Regions from separate parts of the Oryctolagus cuniculus genome. Here region 2 is linked to region 1. A link is a contact called in public Hi-C data. All regions are on one chromosome and are shown on one strand. Each heading gives the region's core, a stretch centred on a gene start, on an enhancer-like site or on the middle of the called end of the contact. The rest is flanking DNA. Distances are from core to core; before and after follow the strand shown.

Region 1 (2,540 bases), core at 21-2,520:
GACCTTTATTTTTTTCCCTCCTAGACTGTTATACTATATATTCTTTACAATAGATCTGTCCCTCCTTGAAAGATTACTTTGGGCATCCCCACACCCTCTTCCTCCTTTTTTTTTTTTCCTGTATGTATCTTATTGGGTTCCTTTTCTGTTACAACTAGCATTTAATATGCAAGGACCAGTGTTGTGGCACAACAGATTAAGCTGCTACTTTCGACTCTGGCATCCCATATCAGAGTGCTGTTCAAGTTCCAGCTATTCTGCTTCTCATCCAGCTTCCTCAAAATGAGCCTAGGAAGACAGTGGGAGATGGCCCAAGTAGTTGGACCCCTGCTATCCATGTGGGAGACCCTGATGGAGTTCCTGACTCCTGGCTTCAGCGTGCCCAGACCTGGCTATTGCAGCCATATGGGGAGTGAACCAGTGGGTGAAAGACTGATCTCTTTCTCTCCCTCCCTTCCTCTCTCTCTTTTTCTCAGTCTCTCTTCACCTATTGTTGCCCTGCTTTTCCAATAAATAAATCTTAAAAAAAAATTTAATATGCCAAATCCTTTATTCACAAGTGTCGGAATATCCTTTACATTTATTATCTGTAGTTATGAATTAATAATAAAATGTTTAATATTTTCATATGTTTTGAATTAGTATAATGTACAATGATATATAAACAGTTGGGGCCCTGATAAACTGAAAACAAACTAGTATTTAAACATTAGCAAATTATTAACATTTTTGTATGCACAGCGCATTCACTAGGTGGCGCTGTTGTATAAATGATAATCTTAGAGAGTTTTCTGCACTTTCTCTTACATAAGTTAACAGTGATAAACATTGAACACAGTGTTCTGTTTGAAAAAAGAGTCTAAATTTATTGACTTCAAAATACATGTTTGTACTTCAGGCTTAAGGAGAAAAGCAGCACTGAATTCAAAGTAGCTTTCTGCTTTTTACCCTTTCACTCCACTATGTTTTTCTTTATTAGTTTCAGTACTTTAAAAAATTTCTTTAGTCAAGATACAAATGGAATTTTTAGTTTGAAATCATAAAATATTATCCATTGATAACTTGTGATGAGCTCTAAGCCAGATCCAGGAATGCAAAAAATCGGTAGTATCCTTTCCCCAAAGTTTCACATCAAGCTGTATTATGTTAATAGTACAGGGGGCTGGTGCTGTGACACAGTAAGCTAAGCCTCCGCCTGTGGCACCAGCATCCCATATGGGTGCTTGTTCTAGTCCTGGCTGCTCCTCTTCTGATCCAGCTCTCTGCTATGGCCTGGGAAAGCAGTTGAAGATGGCCCCAGTGCCTGGGCCCTTATACCTGTGTGGGAGACCCTGAGGAAGCTCCTGGCTCCTGGCTTTGGATCAGCCCCAGCTCCAGCTGTTGCATCCTTTTGGGGAGTGGATCAGTGAATGGAAGACCTTTCTTTCCCTCTGTAACTTTACCTCTCAAATAAATGAATAAAATATTTAAAAACAAGTCATTAAGTTATTATATAACTTATATAAGTTATATTAAGTAAGTTATATTATATAACTTACTTAAAAATACAGAAAAGTTGAGTTTATCAGCCAAAACAAATTTAACATTGTTAAACTATCCAATATGACTTTTTAATTTAAATTTTATATTCTATATATTTCCAGTATTGTCATTATAATATCCAGAGGTGTTTCAGTTATTTAAAAGGAATTAATGCAATAGGAAAAATTATAATTTTCAAAAATTATTTTCCTATTTGAAATGCAGAGACAGAGAGAGATCTCTCATCCACTGGTTCACTCCCTGAGTGCCTACAACAGCCAAGGAGCTGGGCAGGCCAAGCTACACACCTGGAACTCTATCTGGGTCTTTCACGAGGGAGTGGGACAGGGGGAAGAATCCTAGTACTTGAATCTCATGGGGTACACATTGGCAGAAAGCTGAATCAGAAGCAGAAGAGCCAGGACTGAACCAGGCACGCTGATATGGAATGTGGGTATCCCAAGTGGTGACCAACAGCTGCACCAAACACCACCCCCCCCAACTCTAATTTTGAAACTAATCGCATACATTTTAGAAAGGTGTCTTAGTCTGTTCAGGCTGCTATAATAAAATACCATGAACTGAATAGTTTATAAACAACAGATATTTCTTATAGTTCTGGAGGCTGGAAAGTCCAAGATTAGGATACCAGCAGATTTGGCATCTGGCGAGGGCATCTTTTTTAGACTGTAAGTGGTGACTGCTAGCTGTGTCCTTGTGTAATGGAAGGAGTGAATGAGTTCCTCTTTACTCCCCCCCCCCCTTTGTTTTAAGTTTATTTGAAAGAGTTACACACAGAGAGGAGAGGCAGAGAGAGAGAGCGGTCTTCCATCCATTGGTTCACTCCCCAACTGGCAGCAATGGTCGGAGCTGCGCCGATCAGAAGCCAGGAGTCAGGAGTTTCTTCCAGGTCTCCCACATGGGTGCAGGGGCTCAAGCACTTGGGCCATCTTCTACTGCTTTCCTTGACCATAGCAGAGTTGGATCGGAAATGGAGCAGCCAGGACTCAAACCAGCAT
Region 2 (2,540 bases), core at 28-2,527, 460 kb after region 1:
GGGTAATCAGGTGCATCGTCTGAAGCTCTGTCCCCTTAGAGGAATTTTTCCCATTAAACTTTCAGGGCCATTCTACTACTATATAGCCACACTCAATTTTCTGCTTATACCCCATACTAAGTGTGATAGAACATTTTCTGTTGCTCTAATAAAATACCTGAGATTAGATAGTGTGTAAAGAAAGAGATTGATTTGGCTCACAATTGTGGAAGGTAGAAGTCCAACCTCAAGTAACTCCATCAGTTCAGTCTCTGATGAGGGCCCTGACTACAATACAACATGGTGGATGGGTGTGTGAGATCAATTACATGGGAAACAGGAAGAAGGAGAAGTTCAGGGGGTCTGCTCACTTTTGTGTGAACTAGCCAGACTCCCATGAGAACTACACATAGCCCCTCCAAGGGCAGCACTCCAATGCCCTAATCCCCTTCCCCTAGGCCTCACCTCTTAAAGGTTGCACCACGTCGACAATACCACAACTCCCAATGCATGAAGCTTGAACCATATCCAAACCACTGAGCTCACTCATCTGTATCAGTGTCCTGTCTATGACTGCCATGACAAATTACCACAAGCTCAGTGGTTTAGGAAAATGGAAAATTATGCTCTCACAAATTTGGAGTCCAAAAATCAAATAACAAGATGTCATCAGGGGTTCCTTTGGAGGTTCTGAGGGAGAATCCCTTCCATATCTCTCTCTGTCGCATCTGGTAGCTGCTAACCATCCTTGGCATTCCTTTGTGGGTTTATCATTCCAATATCTGCGTCCCTCTTCCAACTGCCTTCTCACCTGAGGTCTCTGTCTTCTCCTCCTTCGTCTCTTATAGGGACACATGTCTTTGGATTTAAAACCCACAAGGATAATCCTATATGATCTCATCTTGACATCGTTAATTACATCTACAAAGACCCTTACACAAGTTAAATTTACATGTTCATACACACACAAATATATATACATATATATATATGCAGAAAGTTCAAAGAAAATGTGTATTAAAATTATTATATATTTCAAATTTTTTGCATGGATTTCAAAGTTACCTTTTAATTCTATTTTCCATGAAGTTGTTGAAGTCCTTGTGTGTGTGTGTGTGTGTGTTCAGTACAGTACAACATTCATGAATCAAGCTCTTCCTTTATTATCGTCTGCCAACTGAAAATAAACCACTCCTTTCCTTCAAAGTGTTCATAAGCGCGAGCTGAGGAAGATGAACAGTGCAACAGCAGCAGGGGGTGTGGCAGTCTACTCTCTGAAGCAGCCCACTTGTGCCCTCTGTCTTTACTGATGTGCAACTGCGGATGTATCACTTACATTCAAAAACGGATTGCTCTTTAATTCATCCAACCTTATGATTCAGTAGGTCTGACAAAACCCCATTCTGTCTTCATGATCACTTGACATCTCATGGTCAGATGTTCCATCTTTCCCCAGGTCCAAGAGCCTGAAGAGCTACATTTAAAATGGTGTCTAATTCTTTGCTGCAAATGGCTTCACTGTTTGTCTAAACCCTGAGGGTCTATGTCATGATTCTCCTATTGAAGGTTGATTTAAACTTCACACACTGCATGTTTTTCAACCACAGATACTTCAAGCACTACAGAGCTCATCAGATCACACAGCCCAGTGGGAGGGCTGCTTGATCTTGCATCCAGGATTTGTGCAGAGCCTTTTCCTGCTTAGGGCTCCACTCAAAGCTGACCATCTCCCCTTTCACTTGGTAAACAGGGCATGGCACCATCCTCAAGGATGGCATATGCTACTTCCAACGTGAAGCGGTTTCCAAGTGTAGTACTTGCTTGGAAGATGTAAGATGCAATTTTGCCCTTCCCCTGGAGAGGCCATCTTACCATGCCCAGGCCCCTTGACTCCTGGAGAAACTTCCCAATTAGGGCAGACCCGAATTTCCTGCATCCCTCATTCTGGAGCACATTATCACCAAGGCCCTTGTCATACTTTCCACTTCTTGTTGGCCCAATATGATTCACAAAATGGCATTAATACTATGAACTCCAGATCCATTTGGGCTGTGTTATATCTGAGGGGAGTACAGCTAACATGACCTTGAAACAAGATCATGAATATATACTATTTTCTACTGTGGGTGACTATTAATGGTTTCTGATTCTACTTTCTAATCGAGATGAAGGGAATACATTTGTCAGATCAATGGCAACAGGTAGTGTACCTGAAGTTGTGTTAATCTGCTCCAGCAGAGCAGATGCAATTAAGCTCAGTTGGAGGAATTCTACTGTGACCTATTTGGATCCATCAGAGAGCAGATAGATTAATTAACTGGTGATATAAGAGATACCACCACCCACGAACTCTTTATATCTTAGAGGAATACTCAGCTTGGCCATCCCTCCTGGAATACAATACAGTTTCGTTATACTGTCTTGACCAGGAGTGAGTGGGATTGAAGGAATTTCAGACGCTTTCATATAACCTTCATCCATCCTTACCATGTTAGCTGTTACCCCACAGGTTAATAAACAGGTACGAGAGTTCTGCATGCTACAAATATGTCCATTCTTAT

What was found. Hi-C and Micro-C count contacts between places; a contact is called where the count stands out from the background.
Region 2: a contact with region 1 is called in a Hi-C map of an unstated tissue, with 4 times the contacts expected there. The contact joins two enhancer-like sites. A contact is called at or near these places in 4 of 6 Hi-C or Micro-C datasets (ear pinna, embryonic fibroblasts, skin fibroblasts and 1 more).

What each region holds. Positions count from the first base shown.
Region 1 is chr7:35,345,706-35,348,245 of mOryCun1.1, forward strand. No RefSeq gene overlaps it. Among named protein-coding and RNA genes, the nearest start is that of NUF2, 4.2 kb to the left of the region's middle. Within about 2 kb of position 1,271, at least 1 of the 8 cell types and tissues checked has an H3K27ac peak or open chromatin away from gene starts, as enhancers often do.
Region 2 is chr7:35,810,379-35,812,918 of mOryCun1.1, forward strand. No RefSeq gene overlaps it. Among named protein-coding and RNA genes, the nearest start is that of CCDC190, 36 kb to the right of the region's middle. Within about 2 kb of position 1,278, at least 2 of the 8 cell types and tissues checked have an H3K27ac peak or open chromatin away from gene starts, as enhancers often do.